Linked DNA regions of Sus scrofa: region 1 is linked to region 2. The links are chromatin contacts, called in public Hi-C maps. All regions are on one chromosome and are shown on one strand. Each heading gives the region's core, a stretch centred on a gene start, on an enhancer-like site or on the middle of the called end of the contact. The rest is flanking DNA. Distances are from core to core; before and after follow the strand shown.

Region 1 (6,744 bases), core at 3,733-6,232, 86 kb after region 2:
GTACTTTAAAAGTAGAATTATGTTTATTTTTGGTTATTGGGCTCAGAATATGTATCCTTTTTTTTTTTTTTTGTCTTTTTTTTTTTTGTCTTTTTGCCTTTTCTAGGACTGCTCCCTCGGCATATGGCGATTCCTAGGCTAGGGGTCCAATTGGAGCTGTGGCCGCAGGCCTACGCCACAGCCACAGCAATGCGGGATCCAAGCTGCGTCTGCGACCTACACCACAGCTCACGGCAACACCAGATCCTCAACCCGCTGAGCGAGGCCAGGGATGGAACCTGAAACCTCATGGTTCCTAGTCGGATTCGTTTCCGCTGCGCCACGACCAGAACTCCTGTGTTGCCTTTTAGTCCCCGATTGTTTTCATACTTTGCCTTTAAGTCCTTGAAATAGTATCCCTTCAAACATGCTGTCCTTTCTATCATATCTTTAGATTTTAGAAAAGCAGTATCCAAATTGACCTTTTTCTTTAAAAGTTTTCTTCAACTGATTCTTTGGCTGTTGGTATCACAAAGTACATATTTTTAGTAAACAAACTATTCTTTAAAGGTTTGCTATTCAAATTGTGGTCCAAGTCCAGTGGCATGCTTAGCACTTGGGTGCTCAGGAGATGTGCACTGTGGGATCTCAGGTCCATCCCAGACCTGCTGGATATGAATTTGTATATTGTGTGGTTTTGGGTCTTTTGTTTTTTTTTTTTTTTTTTGCATTTTAGGGCCACACTCGTGGCATATGAGGTTCCCAGGCTAGGGGTCGGAGCTACAGCTGCTGAGCTACAGCTGCTGGCCTACACGGCAGTCACAGCAACATCAGATCCGAGCCACGTCTTTGACCTACACCACAGCCCACGGCAACGCCGGATCCTTAACCCACTGGGCGAGGCCAGGGATTGAACCCGCAACCTTACGGTTCCTAGTTGGATTTGTTTCCACTGTGCCACCACGGGAATTCCTGGATTTGTATACTAACAAGGTTGATTCACACACATTAAAAAGGTAATAGGGCTGGCCTGATTCCCAAGGTTGGGTCCTCCTGTTGCAGGCGTCTTTGCTCCTCTGCCCTCGTTTTGTCCTTCCCATCTCTTTGGGGACCTTGTTTCCCTCCCTGCCATTGTCATTGTCATCACTTGCAGTATAGCTGGGTGATGAAGAGCAAAACTCTGCAGTCAGAAGGCCTGCTTTGAAACCTCAGCCCTGTTAACTCCCTGGCTGCATGGCTCGAGCGCCTCCTCTGTGGAGAGGGGGAAACAGCAACAGTGTGTTGACAAGCAGGAGGTGAGGGGACAGAATGTGGTGGAGAGCAGTGTCTGCCCACTCTCCTGGCTGCCGTCCTTCGCCTTCCCTTATCACAGGTTTGGTTATCGCTGTGGTGTAACAAACCGCCCTGGGACTTGCAGCCTAGAAGAATTGTTTCATTATTCATATTTGAGGATTCTGTGCGTCAGGAATTTAGGCAGAGCTCAGCTGTGCAGTTTTGTTTCTGTGGCATCCACTGAGGTTGCTTGATGACTTTCAAGTTTTTAAATTGTTATCTTAATTTAATTAAAATGCATATTCTGGATGTAGATCTCTTCTCAGATATATGATCTGTAAATATTTTATTCTGTTTTATGTATTATCACTTTATCATGTATCCTTTTTTTTTTTGGTGTTTTTTAGGGCTGCACCCATGGCATATGGAAGTTCCCAGGCTAAGGGTCGAATCAGAGCTGTAGTTGCAGCACCAGATCCCTGACCCACTGAATCAGGCCAGGGATCTAATTTGCATCCTCATGGTTACTAGTTGGACTCGTTTCTGCTGCGCCACAATGGGAACTCTTAAAATTTTAATGTCTAATTCTTTTTCAGTTTGTCAGAGGGCATGCTAGGTCTGTCTGTTGAAGAACAGTGGCGAGGATAAAAAGTGCCCTCCCTGGGGGGAAGGGTGGGAGATGACGGATTAGCCACGTGCCTCAGAAGCCACAGAAGAGCGTCACATGTCATGGTTCTGACCCTTCAGTCAGCCTGGGTGTCCTCATGCTGCAGATTGTATTTATCGGGCTGGTGTGCTCATTATGAAATGGTACTGAGCACTGATGCAAAACAATACTTTCTTTTGATTCTGTAGGGACCAAGAAAGATTGTGCAATGAATGGTGATACTCGAGCTGCAGTGGTGACCTCACCACCCCCAACCACAGCCCCTCACAAAGAGAGGTATTTCGACAGGGTGGATGAGAACAATCCCGAGTACTTGCGGGAGAGGAACATGGCACCAGACCTTCGCCAGGACTTCAATATGATGGAACAGAAGAAGAGAGTGTCCATGATTCTGCAAAGTCCCGTAAGATGCTTTTTCTCTGACCAAGTGTCGTCCTCTTTCTTCCGCTGCGTCAGCTCCCGTGCTCTGCTGTACGTGTCGTAGTCAGCTGACCGCAGCACAGGAAGTCAGCACCTTGTGCATATGTGTGTGTGGCTGTTAAGAGAGTTCACTTTATCCTGGACAGCACTGAGAACTGTGGGCACTTATGCTGGAGCATGATGGAGGATAATGTGAGAAAAAGAATGTGTGGTGTAAGTGTGACTGGGTCACCTCGCTGTACGAGAGATAATTGACAGAACACTATAAACCAACTATATGGGGAAAAAAATAAAAATCATTTAAAAAAAAGAATTCAATTTAGTTCATTATCAGACCCAATCTTTATTTTATTTTATTTTTTGTCTTTTTGTCTTTTCAGGGCTGCGCTCGCAGCATACGGAGGTTCCCAGGTTAGGGGTCTAAATCGGAGCTGTAGGCGCTGGCCGATACCACAGCCACAGCAACACCAGATCTGAGCCTCATCTGCGACCTGCACCACAACTTATGGCAATGCCAGATACTTAACCCACTGAGCAAGGCCAGGGATCGAAGCCACAACCTCACGGTTCCTAGTCGGATTTGTTTCTGCTGTGCCATCATGGGAACTCCCAGACACAGTCATTGAAACTCTTCAGTATCATAAGGGGTAGGAGATGTAGGAGATGTTTATTTCTCCTTTTTACTACTCACTGCTGCTCTGGAGAGTTTTGGGGTTTTTTTTTTTTTTTGTTTTGTTTTGCCTTTTTTTTTTCAGGCCACACCTGGGGCATATGGAAGTTTCCAGGCTAGGCTTGAATCAGAGTTACACCACAGCCACAGCAGTGTGGGATCCGAGCCATTCCTGCGACCTACACCACAGTTCACAGCAGTCCGGATCCTTAACCCATTTAGCGAGGCCAGGGATTGAACCCACATCCTCATGGATACTAGTTGGGCTTGTTACCACTGAGCCACAATGGGAACTTCCTCTGGAGAGTGTTTATAAATTGGGACCATTTCAAAACTACTCTTTCCTCCAGTACCACCTAGCTTGCTGCTAGACACTTAGGAGATCTTAACAGTACCTGATTGTTGATTGATTTTACCTTTAAGTTATGGTTGGCATTTGAACCACAATCACACCCAACTAAGTGTCCTCTGTCTGCATCTTCAGGTAAAGCACTGCTGTTTTCATAGTTTACTCATGTTGATGCTGCTGCCTTTGTGCGTGCTTCATTCTTTTTATCCTTTTAATCTGTTTTTGTTTTATTTTGTTAACATTTTGGGGTGTCACTTGGCAGATAGCACATTGAATTAAAAAAAAATGTTGGTCATCTCCATTTTCAAGGAACTGGGCATTTAGCAGTAAACAAAGCATGTGAAGCTTATTTGTTTGGTTGTGAATGGTATTCATATGTTATTCCTCAATAATAGAACTTACCGTGAAGTACTCAAGTCTTAAGTACACAGCTTGATGAATTTTGATAAATACATGACAACTGTGTAAACACCCAGATGAGTCTCAGGCTGTGCAGTCTAGTTGAAGGAGATAACCAGTAAAGGACAAACAGCGCAGTCGGAGTGCAGCTGGATGATGAGATTGAGTACGACTGTGCTCAGACCAGGCCTCTCTGAATGAGGACGATTTAATCCGAGTGCCGAACGACAGTAGGGAGCCAGCCTTGCAGGCATCAGGGGGAGAGACATTCCGGATTGAGGGAGCAGCAGATGCGAAATTCCTGAGATAGGAATGAGCTTGAAAGAGTCAAAGGACAGCCAGTGTGGTCTGAGCACTCGCACAAGGAGGGGGGTGCAGTGGGTTGGAGGAGGGAGCAGGCGTGGAGGCTGGCGAGCTCAGCTTGGGAGTCTGTTTTGCACTGAGTACAATTGAGAGTCGTTGGAGAGCTGCAGTTGGGACCAGCACAGTTCTGTCTTTGAACAACTCACACTGGCTTTGGTAGAGAGAGAGCGTCACATGGGGCGAGAGAGAAAGCCGTCTTCCAAACAAGAGGTAATGGTAGCTTGGGACACTGGTGGTGGTGGATGTGGAGAGAGGTGGACTCGTTTAAGTTTCATTTTGAAGGTAGGATAAATAGCATTTGCTGATGGATGGGGAAGAAAGCGGTGAGAGGAAAAATCAGGTTAACATTGGCTTGAGCGGTTTTCGTGTGCAAAAGCAACAAGAAACCAAGTAAAAATCACAAAGGACAGAGTGAAGAAACTAAACCCAGCACACCTACTATGTGCCAGGCACTGGGCGTGCAGAGATCCAGGGAAGTCGCTCCCCTGTTGTTTAGAACACAGCGCCAGCATGTTGCTGACCTCAGTCGCTGTGGGAGCTTGGACAGAGAAAGGTCATTCGTGAAAAGACGATTAGAGTCTGGGGTTTACTTAATAGAACGTCCTGGTGTTGGTTTCTCGGTTTTAGGAGTGAGGCCCGTCCAACCACAGTTTGGAGTGGGGAGGCCCACTGTGTGGGCATGGACGCTGATGGGTGGGTGGGTGTCAGAGGGAGCCTGTGGAAGTTTCCTTCAGATCGATTCTCTGTTCTCAGCGGAACAGCAAGTGCGGTGGTCTGCCGACAGTGAGCCCGGGGAGCCGTGCAGAGACTGCGTGGGGCGTGGGCGAGGGGCTGGTCCCTGGTTTCATGCAAAGGGTGCGCTCAGCGCAGTGGTCATGCATTTACAGCGAGGCCGTGCAGCATGGCCCGGGTTTTCCCTCCAGCCCCTTTCAGCATCAGCAGCATGAGTAGAAACAGAGAAGAGTTGAACTTGGCGAGGGTGGGGATTTTGCGGGATGAGATGGCGGAGAGTTGAAGTTGTAAGCAAGGGAAGGGTCAGCCTGTTAAACCACGGGTCTGATGTGAGTGAGGGGAGTCGGGACACGGGGAGGGTGAGGGATGGTGAAGGTGAGGTCTTAGGATCACAACGGGCTTGAAGGGAGGCTGAGCTGGACACCAGGAAAGGCTGATGGAGAGCACACGCCTGGCTCTGAGATTGAAGAGGGCCCAGGTACTAGGAAAGGGGAGGTCTCTAGGGCGTGACCGTAGAAATAGAAGGCCAGGTGAGTTGAGTGACAGGGTCACTGGAGGGGAGGTGATCAGGAGGCTGAGAGGCGAAGGAGTGGACCTCAGGTTGAACCTCAGGAGTCAGGACCAAGCAGGCACGCAAGGTCATTGGTGGTGCCTGTTAGTCGGGGCCAGAATCTGGAACGGAGGTGGGCGACTCCAACCTCACAGGTCATTGCCAAGCTCAGCTCTCTACTGCGCGCACAGGTCATCTGAATGCTTTGGACGGATACAGAGGTCCCCTTGTACTGTGGATTTTCTTCTTTTTTGTGTCTTCCTTCTTGAGGTTTAAGTTCCTTGATGGCAAAGCTGTTCTTTTCTGTCTGTGTTCTCAGCGCCCAGAACAGTGTTATTTAATTTTTTTCAGCCTTTCATGTTGAACTGGTGCATAGAATTCCCCTGACTCATATTTATTCAGTCCTCTGCTTGTGAAATGTAGACTGCTTGCTGTTTTCCCTGTAGTAGTTGTACTGGGATGTATATCCTTGTGAATAAGTCTTTGAGCACATCTCTGATTAGTTCTAGAAAAGACACGGAGGAATAGGAAGTGCCTTTCCAAAGTGTTAAGCCTCTGTATTGTTAAATTCCTTTCCAGAGAGAATGTACTAATTTATGCGGCAAGAAGTGAGATGTATGAGAATATCCACTTCCTTTTCCAGCACTGGATGAAAACAAACAAAAAGACTGATCTTTGTAATGGTTAGCCCTGCCTTCCCAAGGAACAGAAAAGAAGTGGTGTCTCATTGTTCTGATCTGGCTTTTATTAGGCTTTCTGTGAAGAGTTGGAATCAATGATACAGGAACAGTTCAAAAAGGGGAAGAACCCCACAGGCCTGTTGGCGCTACAGCAGATAGCGGATTTTATGACGACAAACGTGCCGAATGTGTACCCAGCAGCTCCGCAAGGAGGGATGGCTGCCTTGAACATGAGTGAGTACTTCCTGACTGGGCATGGGCTCTGCCAGCCTCCAGGTGAAATTTCCTGATGCTTTTTTTTATGTCAGGTAGATGAGCACACAGTATGTAATACATAGAACTGAGTTTTTTTAAAAAATGTTTTATTATTCCCACTGTGACATGGTGGGTTCATGGTCCGGTTTGTCTCCGTGGCGCTGCTGGCTCAGTCCTGAGCCCAGCACAGTGTGTTAACACAGCTGTGGTCTAGGTCGCACATGCGGCTCAGATTCAGACCCTGGCCAGGCAACTTGATGTGCAGCAGGGGAAATGATAGGGCTGAGAATGGCTTGACCGTAGAGGGTTCCTTTTTCTATGAGCCAGTGAGACTCTTACTTCTTAGGCAGATGACTTTTATCAGACCCTTTGTGAGTTAAGAAAAACTAATCAGAAATAATGCTTGTG
Region 2 (6,778 bases), core at 4,144-6,643:
TGGGGCCTGCCTGACACTGTTGGGTAGAAAATTCACCCAAACAGACCTCTCAGAGGGCAGAAGCAGCAACTGATCCCGGCTTGGGGTGCCGACCGGGGCCCCCAGTCAGGGCGCAGCCCATGGGGAAGAGGGGACCAGGGGTGGGGGGCGCTGCTGGCCCTGGTGTTGGCCTCACAGCCCCATGACTCTTTCCCTCCTCCCCCAGGGCTTTGTACAGGCTGTGCCCCTGCTGGGAGAGCCCTCCCCGGTCATGGGGGGGGGAGTGTCCCATCATCCCCAGAAAGGCTCCTCTGACTTGTCAGCCTGCACCCTCTCAAGCTGGCCGGGAGGGGACTGTGTGGCCAGAGCCCCTGGAGGAGCTGGAGTGCGATGGGAACCTGTTCCTGGCTGTCCAGGCAAGCTGCCAGGGGGTACAGTGGTGTAGCCCGCAGCCACGGCCCTGCCCAGGAGCAGCTGCCGCAGTGTTCCGAGCCCCCCCCCCCTGCCCAGGTGGCCTGATGAGGAGGTGCTTGGTACAGCCAGGGGGCAACTCGGGGGGTGGGGATGGGTGAGGAGGCTGAAGCTTCCAAGGTCCTTGGACAGGGATCCCAGCTGGGCAGCGCTGCCTAAACCCTTTCCGTCAGGCTGCCCCTTGAGGCCTTCATGTATTCATTCATCAAACACTTGTTGCATACCTCCTCTGTGCCAGGAGGGCACTGAGGCCCTGGAGACGCAGCACGGTCCTGACCTTGGGAGATGACACTCCAGACAGTGCCAACCATAACAACACAAAACACGGGGGCTCGAGGTGGGGAGGGAACAGGAGGGCCGCGGACAGCTTTGAAAAGGAATTGAGGAGAGAAGCGTCCCGTAGGTGACACCCAGGCAGAGACAGCGAAGTGAGGCAGCGGCCCCGCAGGAATCTGGAGCAAGGGTGACCCCGGAGGAGGGACAGCAGGCACGAAGGTCCTGAGGTGGGCTGTCCCTGGCGTGGGAACCAGAGCGAGAGGAGCCAGAGAGGGAACAGCAGGTCTGCACAGGCGTGTGCTGCAGGGAGGACTCAGGGTACAGAGTGGGGAAGTGACACAATCAGATATTGTGATTAGACCCCTCTGTGTGACAAGGACACCTCCAGGCAGGGACAGGAGCTGGAGAGCAGACGAGGCCAGGCAGGGCGGGGAGGGGCGGGATTCCGGGTACTTTACAGACAGAGCCTCTGGGACCTCAGGCTGTGGTTCGAGGGGAGGCGGCGGCGGCGGCGGCAGGAGAGGCTCCCAGAGAAGGCTGGAAAAATGAGGTGCTGACTTCCAGATGTGTTAAGCTATGATGTTTTGTTAGTTTTTTGTAGGGTTTTGTTTTTTCGTTTTTTGTCTTTTTCAGGCTGCCCCTGTGACATACGGAGGTTCCCAGGCTAGGGGTTGAGCTGCAGCTGCCGGCCTACGCCACAGGCACAGCAATGCCAGATCCTTTAGCCCAGAGCGAGGCCAGGATCCTAGGTCCTCATGGATCCTAGTCAGGTTTGCTTCCGCTAAGTCACGCTGGGAACTCCGAGCTATGATGTTTCCTCCCTTCCTCCCTCCCTTCCCTCCTCTCTCCCTTCCTTTCCTTTCTTTCTTGCTTGCTTGCTTGCTTGCTTTCAGGGCTGTACCCATGGCATGTGGAAGTTCCCGGGCTAGTGGGCAATTCAGAGCTGCTGCTGCCAGCCTATGCCACAGCCAAGCCTGTGATGTTTATTTTTTTCTCACTGTGCCTGTGGTGCATGTAAGTTCCTGGGCCAGGGATTGAACCGGAGACACCATAGCTGTAACCAAGGCCACAGGAGTGACAGTACCAGCTCCACCAGGGAGCTCCAAGCCTGTGATGTTTGAAGACATCCGGGGAGAGCCCCTGAGTGGGCCTTGAGTCATCAGCCTGACACAGTCACCACAGTGGCTGGCGGTGACTTTGGGCACAGTCAGGGCTCACGCAGGTGCTGCTTAAAGCCGGAGGCAATGCCCTGAGTTGGCAGCAGATCTTGCCCTCCCCATCCTGATCTTAGCAGGGCCCTGCCCCCACCCACAGACTGCAGCTGCCTCTGAATGCTCTGGGCCCTGGCACAATCCATCAAATCTGCAGCCACGGCTATCCCAGCAGAGTGCATGGCAGCGGGGACAGGTCCTGCTCTCTGGTTATTGTCCCAAGAATATAGTTCAGGTGTCACCTGTGTGCTTTTTTTTTTTTTTTTTTTAGGGTCTCACCTGCAGCATATGGAAGTTCCCAGGCTAGGGGTCACCACAGCCACAGCACCAGGCTGGCCTACACCACAGCCACAGCACCATCAAATCTGAGCCACGTCTGCGACCTACACCACAGCTCATAGCAATGCTGGATCCTTGACCCACTGAGTGAGACCAGGGACTGAACCCCCATACTCATGGATACTAGTCAGGTTCATTACCACTGAGCCACAAGGGGAACTCCCCACCTGTGTACTTAAAACATGGACATGCGCTTCGGAGGTCCTCCACACCTCCCCCTGCCCAGCCAGGGGGCCTCCCCCCAACCCAGCCCCGCTCCGCTGCAGCACTGGCCTGCCACCCTCCCTGAGGCAAGATCCTCCTCACCCACACGGGTCCTACCAGCTCCACTGGCCTCTGCCTCCTGTAGTTCCTGGCTGGGCAGGCTGCTCCAAGCTGCCCTGAGGTCCTCCAGGGTCCCCTCCCCCTGGCCGGCTGGGGCTGGACGGGGAGGAAGGACAGGGACAATGTACGTGGGTGGTCGGAATCTGTCCACAGTAGAGGCTGTCTGGAGGTGGATTTGTACTCCTGGGGGACAATTCTCTGGGCCACCTTGTCTGTCCAAACTGTCTGCAGTGACCCTGACGGTGAGGCCTCTCCTGGCTTCTGTCACCTCGAGTTTGGCATCTAAAGCCAGCCCCTGCCCGCCCTGCCCTTCCACGAGCCACAGGATGCGGATTTCCCCGCATCGGCTCAGGGTGCCCAGGGTCCCAGTGCGGGGGCTGCTGAGCCAGGCCTCGGGGAGCACGCGTGTCCAGCCTGGAGGTAATGAGCCTGTCAGGGGCTCCAGCCGGTGGAGCCAGCACTGAGCTCCTCCACGTGGAGTCCTGTTTCAGGAGTAGGGTGACCAGGGGGTGCCGATGGTGGCTGAGTCTGCTCACCTCCATGATGGCCTCTTGGGGCCGGGAGAGGGAGATTTCAGGACCTCTGGGGTCCAAGTTGAGCCCTGAGAGGGGGCTGTGCTGTGGGTGGGTGCAGTTACAGGGCAAGGGGTGGCCCTGGGCCCGGCAGGGTGAGCATCTTAGGGCTGAAGGGCTGGGGTGCTGGGCACTCTGCTTGTTCCCATCCTCCATCAAATTCTCCTGCCACCCTAGCAGATGGCCCCCCTAGTTTCATAGTTGAGGAAACTGGGGCCCTGTTGTCTGAATACTCTCCCATAGCCTCGCCTGCCTCTGGGTGCCCCTCTCTGGTTTGGCTCTCTCTCGACTGTGGTCCCGCCTTGGTCCCGGTCTCCTTCCAGGGGGCGCAGGCATCTCCCCCAGGCCTGCGCTCATGGCCTGGTCCCCTGGCTCTGGCCTTTCCCACTTGCCCCCACGCTCAATGTCTCTGACTCCATGTGTGCTGCTGCGCCCAGGCCTCCTCTTTCTGGGGCCTGGGACCCACACCTGGGCAGCTCTGGACAGGTGGACATGGCCCATGTTCAGCTACAACTCTGGGCACCCCCACAGCCTGGGACTCTCGGACTCAGCCTAACCCAGTTCTAGCCCCTGGCTGCTCCCCATCCTGCCTGTTCAGAGCGGCTGGTCCAGCGCCTGCTGTGGCTGCCCTGCTGGACTTCCGCCCTTCATGCCCAGTGCCACACAGAGGGGCAGACCTTGGCCTCCCACCTGGACAATCCAGCCTCGGTGCGCTGGCCTTCTGCCCTCCCCATAGCCTCTTCAGCCGCCAGCCAGATCCTATCCTTCCCCTGTTTACTGCTTCCTGGGCTCTGGGACCAAGGATCCCAGCCCCCTCCTCAGGCCTTTCTCTGGAAGCTCCAGTCCCCTACAAACGTGCCCGCCGTACTGCTTCTCCCTGGGACACCTCCTCCCTATCTCCACCACTCACACCGCCCTTTAGGACGCCCCTCCAGGAAGCCAGTTCCTCCCAGGAAGCCCTTTCTGCAAGATCTGACAAGCTCCCTTTCCCCCAGGGCCCTGCCCCTTAAACAGAGTGATCTGCGTCTAAAGCTGGACTCATGTTCCCCATCCCCCCACAACTTCTGGGAAGGACCTTGGTTGGGAGCCTCCCAGGAGGCAAAATTAATTTATTTACTTGTTTATTTTTGGTCTTTTTAGGGCCACACCTGGGGCATATGGCAATTCCTAAACTAGGGGTCTAACTGGAGCTACAGCTGCAGGCCTACATCACAGCGACAGCAACGCCAGACTTGAGCTGTATCTTCGATCTACGCTACAGCTCAATGCAATGCCAGATCCTTAACCCACTGAGCGAGGCCAGGGAACAAACCTGCAACCTCATGGTTCCTAGTCGGATTAGTTTCCCCTGCACCACAAAGGGAACTCCCAGAGGCAAAATTTAAAGTACCCTGTTTTCTGGGCCTCCCAGTGTTGGAATCAGACCCCTGGGCCAAGAGAGTCCAGACCTGGTACAAGGACTGTGTCCTGGCTTCAAAGTGGCGGAAAAATGCCCTAGAGACTCTTCTGAAATAAGGGCCAGGTTCCGAAGTTTGGGTTCCCAGCAAGACTTCTTCCTGGGGCAGGGGAGGGGTCATCCCATGCCCCTGTCCCTCCCTTCCAGACCTGAGACCAAGGAGGCAGGGATGGGGTCCGCGAGGGACATGGCCTCCTCCTACAGGATCAGGATCAGCGGGTTGGAGGACGACACCCCCTCCGGTGGGGCCACCGGCTGTCATTGAGCAGGACACGCACTTGCATTTACTGAACCCTAGAGGGTGCCTGTGCAGGGATGGTGGGTCCACACGTGCAGCCAACTCCTGCCTTCTCCTCCTGGGGAGCAGGAGTGTGGAAAGGTGGGAGACCCCCAGACTCTGAGGTCCTGATCCCCACCCTGCGCCCAAACCTCGAACCCCGAGGACTGCGGGCTGCATCGCGTCCTTCAGATCGCAAAAGGAGTCGGCGAGGTGGGCCCCGGGGGCCAGAGGACTCGGGCCGGGTGCGTGGGGGTGGGGGAGGGGAGGAGACTAAAGGGGCAGGGTCGTTTCGAAGGGGCGGGGCCCGGAGCCGGGCAACGCGGCGCCGGGCGGGAGTGGGCGGGACCAGGTCGAAGGGGCGGGCCGGGAGGGTGGGGGCGAGGCGCGGAGGCGGGGGTGGGCGGGGCCCGACGCGCTGGGGGACTGAGGGAGCCGGGCCGGGGGGGCGGGGCGGGGCAGGAGCCTGTGGGGGGCGGGGCCAGCCAGGAGGGGCGGGCCCAGCTCCGGGAGGGATCCAGCTCCTGGCTACCTCCCGGCGGGCGCGAACGCCGGGCCGCCGAGGCGGGATCCGCTGCCGGACGCAGGGCCCTGACGCGGGCTGGGAGCAGAGCCTCGGCAGGTAAGGCTGGGCGGCGGGCATGGACGGGAGGGGCGCGATCGCGTCCGGAATCCCAGGGGCCAGGGTCCTCGCTGTAGGACGCGCGGGGCGGTCAGTTCTAGCGCCCGCCCAGACTCGGAGCACCACTGCCTGAAATGAGCGGGTTCGAGGTGTGCCTGGGGTGCACCCTGGAGGCCTAGGGGCGGGGGGCGGTGGCGTTGTATCTGTTCCGCACCCCCACCCCGTCCCTCTAGCCCCCACTTCCCTAGCCCCCTGGGGCTGGCCGACGGCCGCAGGCCCCATTACACGTACGCGACCGGCCTCTGAAGGCCCAGGCCCGGAATTTGCCTCCACCTCCTCCCGGTAATGCAAACTTTCCTTCCCTCAGCCTGTGTGCCGCGGAGGGTGGAGAAAAGCCGCCTGTTGGAGAATTCACACCGAAGTGTGAGTGACTGATAGCCCCATGGCCTAGGGGTGTCTGCGACTCTTATTCTGGGGAACAGTGAGTGTCTGGGGGTTGGGGACAGCCTTCCTTCCACATGTACCCGGCCCTCCCAGCAGCCCAGCTCTTTCCCTGCTGCTCCTGGCCTCTGCTTCCCCTGGTGAAGTGTTGATAGTCGCTGTGGCTGGGGTTCTGAGCTGGCCTGTTGGAGCAGCGTTCAGCCAGAGCCCGCTCCCTTTGCCACCCTGCGGGACCCTGACTGCCTCACATCTTCCCTGAGTGCCTCACTTTGCCCGTATGTCAGCTTTGGTGACTTCTATACTTGCTGGTCAGGTGGCCATGCTGAGTAAAGTGCCCCTTATAAATGCCCTTGGCCTGGGTTGGGGGGTCTGTGTGGGACCTCTGGGATTGCATGTTATCTGACGATGACACGTGAAACGAGGCTCCAGCACCGAAGGGGCTCAGGAAATGTTGCTTTGCCATAATGATGAGAAAATGTGAGAATATTTTGAGCACAGTCTGATGACCAGGGGGCACGGCAAGTCCTGGAGTAGGGGTAGGTTTCCAGGTTTAAGTCTAGCCCAGCACTGATGCAGTGTGGCCCTGGGGCAGCCCCCTGGCCCCGGCTCTGTGGGACCAGAGGAGGGGACTGGGCTCTGTTACCCGCTGGCCCTCCTCCACTGTGACTTGTACCCAGGACACCCCTGCAGAGGGCCCTCCAGGAGCCAGGGCTCCACTCTGGGTGGGCCAGGGGGCCAGGATGGAGGCGCCAAGGGGTAGGGACCCCGTCAAATTCCACTTCCTTGCACCCCGACTCTGCCACTTGGCTG

What was found. Hi-C and Micro-C count contacts between places; a contact is called where the count stands out from the background.
Region 1: a contact with region 2 is called in a Hi-C map of omental adipose tissue, with 1.7 times the contacts expected there. The contact joins the enhancer-like site here to the promoter of SH3BP2 in region 2. A contact is called at or near these places in 1 of 5 promoter capture datasets (fetal liver), 15 of 47 Hi-C or Micro-C datasets (alveolar macrophages, brain, embryonic fibroblasts and 9 more) and 2 of 2 datasets of contacts at active chromatin or transcription factors (alveolar macrophages and skeletal muscle).

Annotation. Positions count from the first base shown.
Region 1 is chr8:1,664,404-1,671,147 of Sscrofa11.1, forward strand. ADD1 (alpha-adducin) reads left to right here. Exons shown (of 17, transcript XM_013978492.2): 3 at 2,107-2,321; 4 at 6,153-6,315. It overlaps LOC110262043 (a long non-coding RNA gene), which reads right to left and starts at 1,973. Exons shown (of 3, transcript XR_002346536.1): 1 at 1,963-1,973; 2 at 241-246; 3 at 1-41. Within about 2 kb of position 4,983, at least 5 of the 83 cell types and tissues checked have an H3K27ac peak or open chromatin away from gene starts, as enhancers often do. A contact at or near this core is called in embryonic fibroblasts and omental adipose tissue, where this site is marked.
Region 2 is chr8:1,577,776-1,584,553 of Sscrofa11.1, forward strand. SH3BP2 (SH3 domain-binding protein 2) reads left to right here and starts at 5,394. Exons shown (of 11, transcript XR_002346534.1): 1 at 5,394-5,527.